Linked DNA regions of Sus scrofa: region 1 is linked to region 2. The links are chromatin contacts, called in public Hi-C maps. All regions are on one chromosome and are shown on one strand. The core of a region is the stretch at or near the end of the contact, and the rest is flanking DNA. Distances in the headings are between cores, read along the strand shown. Region 1 overlaps SULF2 (extracellular sulfatase Sulf-2). Region 2 overlaps SULF2 (extracellular sulfatase Sulf-2).

Evidence for each region. Hi-C and Micro-C count contacts between places; a contact is called where the count stands out from the background.
Region 1: a Hi-C map of skeletal muscle shows a contact between it and region 2, with 6 times the contacts expected there. The contact joins two enhancer-like sites. A contact is called at or near these places in 4 of 47 Hi-C or Micro-C datasets (embryonic fibroblasts, heart right ventricle and skeletal muscle) and 1 of 2 datasets of contacts at active chromatin or transcription factors (skeletal muscle).

What each region holds. Positions count from the first base shown.
Region 1 is chr17:49,759,803-49,766,435 of Sscrofa11.1, forward strand. The region is part of intron 2 of SULF2 (extracellular sulfatase Sulf-2); the gene reads right to left. Among named protein-coding and RNA genes, the nearest start is that of SULF2, 42 kb to the right of the region's middle. Within about 2 kb of position 4,944, at least 17 of the 83 cell types and tissues checked have an H3K27ac peak or open chromatin away from gene starts, as enhancers often do.
Region 2 is chr17:49,694,980-49,701,658 of Sscrofa11.1, forward strand. It overlaps SULF2 (extracellular sulfatase Sulf-2), which reads right to left. Exons shown (of 21, transcript XM_021077816.1): 6 at 4,794-4,944; 7 at 2,877-3,052. Among named protein-coding and RNA genes, the nearest start is that of SULF2, 110 kb to the right of the region's middle. Within about 2 kb of position 2,607, at least 8 of the 83 cell types and tissues checked have an H3K27ac peak or open chromatin away from gene starts, as enhancers often do.

The DNA of each region.
Region 1 (6,633 bases), core at 3,694-6,193, 67 kb after region 2:
CCCCGCAATCCCACTCTTGGGCATCTATCCAGACAAAGCTCTACTTAAAAGAGACACATGCACCCGCATGTTCATTGCAGCACTATTCACAATAGCCAGGACATGGAAACAACCCAAATGTCCATCAACAGATGATTGGATTCAGAAGATGTGGTATATATACACAATGGAATACTACTCAGCCATAAAAAAGAATGACATAATGCCATTTGCAGCAACATGGATGGAACTAGAGACTCTCATACTGAGTGAAATGAGCCAGAAAGACAAAGACAAATACCATATGATATCACTTATAACTGGAATCTAATATCCAGCACAAATGAACATCTCCTCAGAAAAGAAAATCATGGACTTGGAAAGAGACTTGTGGCTGCCTGATGGGAGGGGGAGGGAGTGGGAGGGATCGGGAGCTTGGGCTTATCAGACACAACTTAGAATAGATGTACAAGGAGATCCTGCTGAATAGCATTGAGAACTTTAGATACTCATATTGCAACAGAACAAAGGGTGGGGAAAAACTGTAATTGTAATGTATACATGTAAGGATAACCTGACCCCCTTGCTGTACAGTGGGGAAAAAAAAAAAAAAAAAGATTCAAAACATGACCCCATTTTGGCCCTTCCTGGGACTTGGGTGACTCGGAGCCACTTTCTGCCCTAGAGGTCTGTGTCACCTGGAAGAAGATGCACCCTGCTTACAACCTCCCCACCGCCCCCCACCCCAAGTCCCATAGCCCCTAACCTGGGTGGCACAGCATAGAAGCACTGGTTTTGACGGCTGACTAAAGAGAGAGGCTACTTTCTTTCTTTCTTTTTTTTTTTTTGTCTTTTTCTAGGGCCACACCTGCAGCATATGGAGATTCCCAGGCTAGTGGTCTAATCGGAGCTGTAGCCGCTGGCCTAAGCCACGGCCACAGCAATGCGGGATCCGAGCCACATCTGCAACCTACACCACAGCTCACGGCAATGCTGGATCCTTAACCCACTGAGCAAGGCCAGAGATTGAACCCTTAACCTCATGGTTCCTAATTGGATTCATTAACCACTGAGCCATGACTGGAACTTCTGATGCTACTTTCTGATGTTTGTTTTCTTAAAATTACAGGCCTGAATAGGAAAGTTGCGGGAGAGGGACATGGTTATCGAGCCCAAGGTATTGAGTTATATCTAGGTCTACGCATCACCATCTTTCCTAGACTACTGCAGAGTTTTATTTTACTTCTTAAAATTAATTTTTTTTCTTTGTTGGCTGCCTGCAGCATATGGAGCTGCCGGGCCAAGGATCAGGCCTAAACCACAGTGTGATTCACGGCTGCGACTGCAGCAACACCAGATCCTTTTAACCCACTGTGCTGGGCAGGGGATTGAACCTGTGTCCTGGTGCTGCAGAGACACCACTGGTCCTGTTGCTCCATAGCAGGAACTCCAACTATTGCAGAATTTTAATTGAGAAAAATACATGCAAAGCCTTTAGTTCAATGCTTGGCCTCAGAAAGGACTCAAAACATGTCAGCTTTTCAAAATGCAGTTCCCAACGAAATATGGTAGAACACAGTTGACAAACTGAGTGCCTCTGGACAGATCCTTGTGGGCCCATTGTGTGCTGGATCTGGGTCTGCATGAAAGTGGTCCAAAATCTGAATGAATTACTACCTTTTAATTTTTAGTAGGGAGATTTCACAGCAAGCCAGATTTCTGGCTTTTGGGGAAAAATACAAAGATCTGGCCTTGATGGGCCCAGAGGTGGGTGGATGTGAGTAGCAAAGGCCAGCTTTGGAAAGGGTCCCCTCCAGTTCTGCATGGCCCCCTCAGGCCCACTTCCCTCATCTGCAGTGCTTGCCTGGCCCTGCAGGCGCTGGGTTTGCAACCCTTAGCTGATTCTATTCCAACTGAAGGGGCCACCTAAGTAAACTCTCAAAGTAACACTCACTAAGGCCCAGAGACCCACAGAGCAGGTTTTAAGAGGGTGTTGAGAGGTTGTGGGTTTGGGTCAAGACTGGAACAGAGCCTTGAGCTGGACAGGCGGGGGGTGGGGGCAGGGGTGGGGTGCCATGAGATCGGACCACAGGTGGGGAAGCACGTGTGTCCTGTACCATCCTACAGTCACCAGTGTCCACCCACCAGGCTGGAATTCACATGGCAGCCCTTGAATGGCCCTCGTCTGGTCCTCCAGGGCCCCTGGAATGCCCGCAATGTCACTGGATCAGATGGTGAGCTGCCTGCTCATGACAACACCTGTTTGACAGCCACAGGAGGCTGGGCCCCATCAGACTGACTGCTCCAAATTGTCCTCTGTGGGGGGCGGGGGGCAAGAGAAAGGGCTGGGGGACAAACAGCAGCAATCTGGGGCCACGTCTGGGCCCAGAGACGCCACTGTGTCCTGAGCAATTACATTTGAGTCCCCTCTTCGCCTTGGAACATGCTCGCTGCTTGCTGTCCCTTGGCAACAACTGCCTTGCCTGCAGCTCAATCCAGAAAAATCCACAAGATTTCCGGGACCCGCTTCTGAGATGACATTTCTTCATGGGGGTGGCAAAGAGGGAACCCTCCCTGACCCTTGACTATTACAAAATAAAGTCAAATGTAATTGCTGGTTTCAGCTAAAAAAAAAAAAAAAAAAAAAAAAAAAAGCTGAGGCTCAAAATTGGTTCCTAAACCCCAAATCAGTTAAGGCAGAAGTCGAAGAGGCAGTGCTGGAATTTCATTAATGGACCTTAGATGGAAAAATCATGTTGTAATTTTTCTCTCCTGCAACCGGAGCCAGCAGAAGCTTCTGGGAGAAAATTCTATCCAGTTGTTCTCAATGGAAGGGGCGGTGCCCTGGGGAAGGGCGGGGGCGGGGCGTGTAACACTGGCGCTCAGGCTCAGCAATCACCGTCTTGTTCCTCTCCAAGGGACTCCATCCAGAAACATCCCTCTCACTGGTAATTCTCCAACTTGCCCCAAGGTGATCTGCCCACCTTTTAGGGTGAGCGCCACAGAGCCGGTCACCCCACCACTGGTCTGGTGGGCGATGTTGGCAGAGCAGCTTGATGTCTGTCCTAAGCCTGAAAACCCGCCCCTCCTCCCCCGGGCTCCCATCCCTGTAACTGGCACCACCATCTGCCCAGCAGCTCAGCCAGAAACCTCGGAGTCATCCTTGATTCTCCTCTGCTCCCCTCCCACTTGTGATCCGTCCATAAGCCCTTCCAGTCCGACCTTCAAAACAGAACTTGCTCCATCCTGCCCCCACCCTCTGCAGCACCCCCACTATCTCCCGCTGGGACAACTGGTCTCCCTGACGCCGCTCCTGTCCCCTGGCTACCTTCTCTCCAACCTGCAGCCAGAGTGAGCCGCTGAAAAACATGAATCACGCGTCCTTGACCTGCTGAGAACATCAGTGGCTTGTTCCTTGGCCTGGGAATAAATTTCAGACCCTCCCCCATTGCTCCTCTGCCTTCATCCTCCTCCTTCTCTCCCTCACTCCCCAGGTCCTGCTGCCCTCCTCCGGGTTCCTAGCAAGCTCCTCCCCGCCTGGGATGCTCCCCCTTCTAGCCCGGTTTCCACGTGAACATATCCTTCCCTCCTCCTGGTGCTGGTCATTTAATCACACACCCTCTGCTGGAGATGCCCTTTCCTGGGACTCCTGCTCTGATCTCTCCTATGGCTGAGCCCCCCGGGTTGCCCAGTAATATCTGCTTCTCCTTCTTCCTTATAAACAGACCCTGATTTAAATCTTCAATGCACTCAGCTAGGAAACTATGTTTCCCAGGTGCTGTAGCAGCTACAGGTGGGAATGGTCTCCCTTTGGCCTTCCAATCCACCCTCTGCCTAGTTCTTCAGCCCAGGGAGCTGGCCTGGATGGAGTGTAGCACAGTGTCTTTATACTCTGGCTTGGCCAATGGGGGCCCTGACGGAAGATGAGCAGAAGGGAGAACGGAGGTGGGGTATGGATGCTCCTCCACTGCCCTCCCTGTGGTGTCAACAGAGGGTGACAGCTCCTAGTGAGGAGGCCTACATCTCTAAGTTCCAGCAACCATTTTGCTCCTCAAGAGCCACTCCCTTGGTCTTGGAGTGGGGATGATCCACGGTTACTAACTAGCCTTGAGTGCTGCACTACCACTAGTGGTTTCCTGACACTTGCTCACACCTTAGCAAAAAACAGTTAAAGCCTCCTTGAATAACCACAATTTGAATGTGTCTGTATTTCTAGCAGAGCTTATGTGGCTAATGAAATGTTCTGTTCATGTTGTAGGTGACTTCTGGGATGAAGTCCTAAAGGGCGCTGACTTAACTTGAAGGTCCATCCTTCTTGCTGCCTGGAATGTGGCTGTGATAGCTGGAGCTCCAGCAGCTATTCTGATCCATGAAGGTGATCTTAAGGATGGAAGCCATACAATAAGCATGACAGAATACAAAAGCAGAGATGGGTCCTTGATAACCTAGAAACCACCAGGCCAGCCCTGACCTGCCAAGTTCCAGACATTCTTATGTGAAAAGCAAAATTCTATCTTAAGCCATTGTTATTTATATTTTCTTTTACATGCAGCCAAATCTAATCCTGATTCACTTAGCTTCCACGATTTAAGTGATCTCCCAAGTGTTGCTGAATTGGAAAAAAAAAAAAAAGAATCTTGCAGGAATGTGCTTGGCAAGTTGAATACCAGGGTGGGTCCAAAAGAGTCTCTTTTCCTCCTGAGATAACTTGCATCCACATGTTTTTCTAACTCCACTGAGCAGCGGCAGGAATGTTGGGAGTTGGTATCTCAGAGAGGCTGCAATGGCAGTTGCAAACGGATCTGGTGTCCGGAATCTGGGCACACTATGCTGGGCTCCCAGCCATCTGGCCCCTGCAGAACGCCCAAGCCTGCAATTTAGAAATGATTTCTGGATATCAGTCTGCAGCACAGGGTGTGGTTTCCTTGTGCTCAGAGATGGAAAGAGGCAAACAAGTGTCTGGCCAGAAACTCTCCTGAGTCTTTCTCTCAAAAGCCAGCCTCTCCCCAAACACAGCCCTCCAGGCTGGGGGCCTGCCACTTTCAGGATCACAGAATCCGATGAGGGTCTCAGACCCAGGAAAGCACAAACAGGCACATGATCTGCGTAGCATTTCCACCCTCCCTGACTCCTGGCCCATCCCGCCTGGGCCTCCCCCTTGAACTTCTGACTCTGAAGGCCAGCTGCCTTGACAGCTCCTCTTGGCTCTTCAAGGGCATCGGCAATTTACCAGGTCCAGAACTGACCTCCCGACCATAGCTTTCCCCATCTCCATAAACAGAAACTATCTCCTTGGAGTTGTTCAGGGCCAAACCCTTGGAGTTGTTCTGGGCTTTTCTCTCCCACTGCACACCAGATCCATTAGCATACTTCATCAGCTCCACTCTCTAACAGTGAAGCATCTGACTACTTTTCCCCACTGGGTCTGAGCCACCATCACCTTGTGCCTGGACTATTGTGACAGATCCCTCACTGGGCTCATCTGCTGCTGGACCATTGCAGTAGACTCTTTGTTGCTCCTATTCCATCCCTTCGGTCTAGTCTCCATATGATAGCCAGAGGGGTCATATTAAAACACAAGTCAGGTCATGTCAATGTCTGTCACTGGTGTCCACCTCGCTCAGAAAGGCAGAGTCCTCTCCGGGGTTCAAGGACCCTGCATGATCCACCCTCCCACCACTGCCCATTACCTCTCTAGATCTCCCCTCTTCTGGTCTCCGTTGCTCACAATGCTGGGCCACTTTGGACTCTCTGCTGCTCTCTGTGCCTGCCCAGACTGCTTCTGCCTCAGGGCCTTTGCACCCACTGTTCCCTCTGCAACAGGGAAAAGCATTTCCTGGGGAAATTCCCTTGACCCATTCCCTTCCCTTGCTTGCCCAAATGTCCCCCTCTCAGCGAGGCCACCGTACATAAAATCAAGACCCTCTCTTTCCCAGCCCTTCTTGCTGACTTCCCTTCCTACTCTATTTTCTTCACTACTTTTCATTGTCTTATATACTATACATTTTTTTTTTTTTTTTTTGTCTTTTGTCCTTTTCATGGCCGTACCCATGGCATATGGAGGTTCCCAGGCTAGGGTCTAATCGGAGCTGTAGCCACCAGCCTATGCCAGAGCCACAGCAATATCAGATCCAAGCTGCGTCTGTGATCTGCACCACAGCTCATGGCAACGCTGGATCCTTAACCCACTGAGTGAGGCCAGGGATAGAACCCACAACCTCATGGTTCCTAGTTGATTTGTTTCTGCTGCGCCACAATGGGAACTCCTATTTATTTTTAAAAATTAACTCTTGCCCTAGAAAGTAAGCTCTCTAAGAGTAGAGATTTTGCCTATTTTGTTTACTGTGGGATCCCGCTTGGCACATTGTAGGCGCTCAATACATATCTGATGAGTGAATGAGCGGGGGCCTCGCTTTGAGGACCTTGCTTCAAAGAGACGCCCTGGGCATCTCCCGGACTTGACAGCACACCAGCCATTCTGCCTTCTTGTGGCACCAGCCCTTGAATGTTACTGTAGGGAATCATTCTCTGCCTCCCTCTCCCAGCCCTTATGGCTCATGTGGGGGTTGGCCCCCTCCCTGGCTCCCAGGCCAGTCAGTCATTGTGTTTCATCCCTTGAATGGCTCATGGCTGATCAATGTCTCAGACTGTGCC
Region 2 (6,679 bases), core at 1,357-3,856:
TTCTGTCTGCCTTGTTCACTATGTAACCCGAAGACTTTTACACTTAGAGCACACAGTAGGTGCTCAATAAGTGCTAGCTCAGTGAATTCTGTTATTTACGCCCCCCCCCCCATGCATCTGTTACTTCTCCCGCATCTGGTTTTGACCTGGGGTGTTGCTGACATGGTGGTGAGTGACTTGCGGGCGGTGCCCAGCACAGGGCTATACCCGTTGGATGGACGATGGCCGCATGGACACATTCTCCATCAAACTGGGGCAGGGCCTGGGTCCAAGGGTTTCAGATGTCTTTCACCTCCTGCCTCTCCCTAGCCTGGCACCTTGTGAACACTGGGTGGGGAAGGGTGGGCAGCCAGGTGTGCTGGAGGGTCGTGGGGTGAGGCTGGGCAGGTGAGAGAAGCTGGGTGGTGGAGGGCCTTGAAGCCAGTGGGCGGGTGACCACATAGTCTAGAGGCATCTGGAAAAGACTGCTGGGTGACAGGGAGCTAAGGTGAATGTTGGCAACCAACAGCGGGATTGATTTGAGATTGTCCGGGGGTCCTGCTCTGCTCAGCCTGGGCAGGATGGACAGAACTGTATTTCCCAGCCAGCATCCACGCCGGGCTCAGTGGGAACAGCTTCCGATTCTGGAGGAACTACCAGCGTCATTCAGATTCCACCACCAGATGTACTCGGCTGGGTCACTCAAGGCTTCTATCACCCCAGTTACAGCGCCTGGTTCAGGGATGGACGCAGGACCCGAGTCAGGCCACTGAGAATCAGCCTCAGGGCTTCTGTTCAAACCACTGTTTATTTTCCCAAGCTGGATGGCTTAAAAGTCTGGGGCTGTGATGACCCTGCCACTGGGAGAGCAATAGCCTGAGAATGAAGCCAATTTGGAGGAAGCAGGACTCAGAGATGGAAAATGAGAGCTTCCTGTTGTCATGATGTGACAGCTGGATCTAGCCTTGCCTGAATCCAGAGCCGACCTTGGACTTTCCAGTTACTGTAGCAACTGCACTCCTTCTCTCTTACTTGCCTTGCTCATTTTGAGACTCCTTTCTGCTCACAACCCAAAGAGTCCTGGCTGACAGCCCTGAGTCTGACATTTGCACTCTCTTTCTCTGTGGTTTTGGGTCCTAAGAGCCAGATCACAGCCTCTGAGGCTGACCAAACCCACAATCTCTGTGCTTGTAGAGTCCTGATGGGTCAAATTCTTTCTATTCACAGGGGCGGTGCAAGGTTTCTAAGAGGCGTTATGGGGTGGTGGACAGTTGCGGAGGCTGGCTGGTTTCAAGTTCCAGCTCTTCCCCTTAAGTGCTATGTAACCTCAGGGAACTTAACTTGTGCCTCCGTTTCCTTGGCTTTCAAGGAGGGATAATAATAGCCATCTACCTTATAGGGTTGTTGTGATGCTTCAGTGAATTACCTGGATGAAAAAATGCTTACACTGGGAGTTCCCGTTGTGGCTCAGCGGAAACGAATCCAACTAGGAACCTTGAGGTTGCGGGTTCGATCCCTGGCCTCGCTCAGTGGGTGAAAGATTTGGCGTTGCTGTGAGCTGTGGTGTAGGTCACAGATGTGGCTAGGATCTGGCATTGCTGGGGCTGTGGTATAGGCTGGAGGCTACAGCTCCAATGAGACCCCTAGCCTGGGAACCTCCATATGCTGCAGGTGCAGCCCTAAAAAGACTCAAAAAAAAAAAAATGCTTACACTGAAGCCTGAAGAATAAGCTCAGATATTGTTATTATAGCCATTTGTTTCCTTTTTTCTTTTTTTTTCGCTGCCCCAGGGCATATGAAGTTCCCAGGCCAGGGATCAGACACGATCTGCAGGTGTGACCTAAGCTGCAGCTGCAGCAATGCTGGGTCCTTAAACCACTGTACTGGGCCAGAGATCGAACCTGCGTCTCAGAGCTTGCAAGATGCTGCTGATCCTGTTTTGCCACAGTGGGAACTCCTACAGCTATTATTATAGGTGGCGACCCTGCAACCCTGAAAGTGAGGCACTGGGTGAGGTTGGCAGAGGAAGGGGGACGAGGCTGGGCCTGAGCTCGCACAGCCTGCCTCCTGGAACTGCCACCCAGCATCCCAGGCGGTGGGAACATCTTGGTCCCGAGATGGTACTTCCAACGCCCTTCGGGAGGAATTCTGCAACAAGCCCTGTCAGGGCCTGTGTGTGTCCTGGGCTCTGGGCTCGGATGGACGTCAGACCAAAAAGCCCTGGAACAGTGATGCATCTGCATTTTAAACCACCAATCGGGTGGGTTCCTGGAATGTCCTGGCTGATCTGAGGATGCGGTGGCCACCACGGCTGGCCTGCCTACCCCTCCCTGCATAGAGATGGCATTTGCACTGCCAGAACGTGTCACTGCCAAGGTTAATCCAAGAGGAATGCTGGCGGAGGGCCCACGTGGGTGGCGAGGAGAGCTGTTTCCCGGGCGCTGCTGGTCTCAGGGGGTGCGGGAAAAGCGCTGCCCGGGCGCCTCCCTGACAAGCCCCAGGCCCAAGGACTACTCGGGCCGGAGAGAAACCGAGGTGGCAGCCCCACGCGCTGGAGGTGACACACACACAAACACCGCACACACACAGAGCCCTGCTCCCTGACTCCCTGGCAGAGTGCCCGCCACAAACAATCTGTTTTCACAGGTGCTCCCAGCTCCGGCCCTCCCATCAGAGGGGTAGGCGACGCGTCAGAGTCCACCTGGGTGACATCATTACTCTGTCGCTGGCACGGAGATCCACCTGCCCGAGTCACTGTCCGGCGGCGCTGGACAGCGGGCGGGGAGGGGAGTCCTGCTGCGCTGCCTGCGGCTCACCTGTCTGGGTGCCAGCGGAGCCTGGAGGCCTCCCTGGGCCTCGGGGACTTTGGGGCGCCGGCGGGGGGGGGGTGCACTCACAGCGAGCCGGCCTCCACGTTGGGGCCCCTCACGTAGAACGGGACCCGGATGTCAAACTCATAGGGCATGGACTTGCCCTTCACCAGGCCGAACTGGCCGATGTGGTAGCCGTGGTCGGCGGTGTACACGATGTAGGTGTTATCCAGCTCGCCCGTCTCCACCAGCATGTTGTAGATCTGAAATGTGGGGGGGAGGGGGTGCCGTCAGTGGGTGGCCACCAGCCACGCAGGGCGCTTCGGCCGCCGCGAATCTGAAGGTTAAGTTTTCCTGTATTTTACTGAATTTAAATAGTCATGGATGGAGTTCCCAACGTGGCTCAGTGGTTAATGAATCCGACTAGGAACCATGAGGTTGTGGGTTCGATCCCTGGGCTTGCTCACCGGGTTATGGATCTGGTGTTGCCGTGAGCTGTGGTGTGGGTTGCAGACGTGGCTTGGATCCCACGTTGCTGTGGCTCTGGCGTAGGCCAGTGGCTAGAGCTCCGATTCGACCCCTAGCCTGGGAACCTCCATATGCCACGGGAGCAGCCCAAGAAATGGCAAAAAGACAAAAAAAAAAAAAAAAAAAAGTCATGGATAACTTAAAAAAAATATATCCATGCAACGGGAGTTCCCTTCATGGCTCAGAGGTTAATGAACCCGATGAGGATCCAGGAGGAGGCGGGCTGGATCCCTGGCCTCGTTCCATGGGTTAAGGATCCGACGTTGCCGTGAGCTGTGGTGTTGGTGGCAGATGCTGTCTGGATCCAGCGGGGCTGTGGCTGTGGTGGAGGTGGGCCGTGTAGCTCCGATTTGACCTCTGTCCTGGGATCGTCCATGTGCCGCGGGTGAGGCCCTAAAAAGGAAAAAAAATATCCATGCAACAGAAAATTCTCCAACAATAAAAACAAGGAAGCACTGACACAGGCAACCATCTGGACGAACCGTGAAAACATCCCAGTAGGTGAAAGAAGTCAGAGGAAAAACCCCACTTCCTGTAGGATTCCTTTTATAGGAAATGTCCAGAAGAGGCACATCCAGAGAGACACAAGGGAGTTGCCTCAGGCGAGGGGGTGAGGAGAGTTCAGGGGTGAAGGCCAGCAGCAGCAGGGTTTGTCTTTGGGGTGATGAAACTGCTCTAAAATGGACTGTAGTGATAACTGCCAACCCTGAGAATACACTGAAACCACTGAGGGTGGAGGCATAAATTAGGGGTTCGGGATTGATGTATATGTGGAGTTCCCACCCTGGCTCAGCAGAAAGGAATCTGACCAGCACCCGAGAGGACGCAGGTTCGAGCCCTAGCCCCGCTCAGTGGGTTGAGGATCTGGCGTTGCTGCAGCTGTGGGGTCAGCCAGCGGCTGCAGCTCTGATTCGAGCCCTAGCCTGGGAACCTCCATATGCCTTGGGTGCGGCCCTAAAGAAACAAAAGCAAACCACATACACACCACTATCCATCAAACAGATAACCACCAAGGACCTTCTGTAGAGCACAGGGAGCTATGCTCAGTATTTTGGAATAACCTACAAGGGAAAAGAATCTGGAAAAAAAAAAAAAAGTATACATATAACAGAACCACTTTCCATACACCAGAAACGAATACAACATTGTAAAGCCATTAGACTTCAAACCCAAACCAAAACAGAGCACGCCCACTGAAATGTACACTGGGATTGGCTGAGCTGCGAGGTGTGTGCATTACACGTCCACAAAGCTGTTTAATCACGTCCACAGCCACACGGGGCTCCCGCACTGAGCAGAGCCGGGGCTGGAACACAGGCTCCACGAGGGCAGGGCGTTGGCTGGGTTTGCTCACAGCCGGCTCCCCTTTTCATCCTGCCTCTGTCTCTACTCCCGCCCCGCTGACGTTGCTGGGGGTCGGGAGGAAGGGGGAAGGGCAGGGCGGGAGGCCGATGGGGTGGGGGCGGGGCAGCCTACCGTCTCCATCGAGTCGTCCACGGACATGAGGGTCTGCAGGCGCTTCCGCTGCAGCATGTTGGTGAATTCCATGTGGATGGGCTTCATGGGCCCCGTGTAGCGCATGATCCAGTGCTTGTCAGGGTTGGGCGCGTAGTTGTAGCTCGGGGTGCTGGCGGGATGACACCGAGGTTAGGTTGGGGGGGGGGCGGTGCCTGGGCCTAGCTCCGCCCCCCCCCCACCGGACTCTCCCCACATCTCGGGGGGAGCTGCAGCCTGGGGTGAAACCTCCCCCATCTGGATGCTGGCAGGTCAAGGTCGATCCTCGTTAGGTTGGCCTCTCTCCACGTGTGGGGCGTGCACGTGGGGAGAGCCTGAAGCCCCAAAGGGAGACCATCCCTCCCGTTTTCATGAACAGGCCCCTTGCGTCAAGGCCAAAGTCTCAGTCTGTGCTGGGCTCACCTCCCTCTGGAAGGAGGAGAGACATTCAAGTGCAGAGCCTCCAGCAGGCGCAGCACCCAATTCTAACTTACTAAGAGGGCATTCAGTTGGGTCGATGGCAAGTGACAGTTATTGTGGTTAATTATGTACGGCGTGGCTACAGCATTTCCTTTTGTGATAGATTTTAGTTAAAAGAAAAGGAAACGGTTAAAAAATTAGGTGAACAGTCTGGCATGTACGGCCCAAAGCTGAGGCTGGTGCTTGAGTGGGTACGTTTGGGACACGCCACCTTCTCTGACTCAGCTGTCACCGTGATTCTTCCCGTGTGGTTTACTCTCGCATTCACGACAGAGGAAACAGAGGGTCAGAGGGGACCTGCTTGTGGTCTTACTCGGTGGGTGGTGGAGCCACTGGGCTCCGTGACTTAGGCTGCGGGATCAGCTGCAATGAATGAACACGCACAGGAGAAGCTCTGACGCTGCTGCGCTCTGACGATGCGCCCGCCGGGTTCAACTCCTGGGAGGGTTTGCCTCTATTATTCATTTAATGCTCCTCACAGTTGTAGGAGCTGGTGCTGCTTTTATGCTCCTTGGCGGACATGGGGATGCTCAGGCCCAGAGAAAAGACTAACTCGCCACAGTCCACACATTACAAGAGCCCGCAGAGCGTGGGCAACCCTCACGCTGGCGCTGATGACACCTGAGGGCCAGACCTGAGCCTCCCTCTCCTGGCGGAGCTGCAAGCAGAGGTGGAACTTGCACTGCCTAAAGCCAAAAGCATTTCGAGACAGCTATTAAGGAGGCAAAGGCCTTGGGGCGTGGGGGGTGGTGGTGCGAGGGCCCCAAATGCCCTTCTCTCAGGGTCAGGACCCCGGTCCCCACCCCCCAATCATAACCCCAGGGTAGGAGGCGCAGGGCAGCGGGTGGCAGCCTGACAGTTATGGCGACTGTTGCTATGCAGAGCGTGGGTGAGTCACAAGATTCCTTCTGGACTTTGCTTTGCCTCTCTGGCTGGTCTCCTGCTGTTAAATCCAACCCCAGCCCACGGCCTCCTTTGATGACGAGAAACGCCGCCCTCTCCCTTGCAAGCCCCCGGCCCCTCTCTGCCCTGCGCTCCTCGCCCAGAAGCCCGAAGGGGCAGCGGAGGCAGGGGCTGCTCGAGAGATGCCCTCAGGGGCCCAGATGCAGCACAAAAATGCAGAGCAGTCATCCCCGAGTCAGACTCTCCTGGGCTGGGGTCTGCCCTGGAGAATGGGCAGGAGCTTGTCAGGGCTCTGATTTCTGAAGCCCTTCTTGGGGGCCACGGTCTGGAGTCCTGCTCGGGCCTAGGCGGGCTGGCCGGTCTCCACCCGCCCTGCCCCCAGGAGGGTGTCCCGTTTTCACAGGAACCCAGCCGCCTGCTAAACAAAGAGTTGAAACCCTCACCTCCTCAAGAATCCGAGGAATGTCTGGTGGCTCACAACCCGC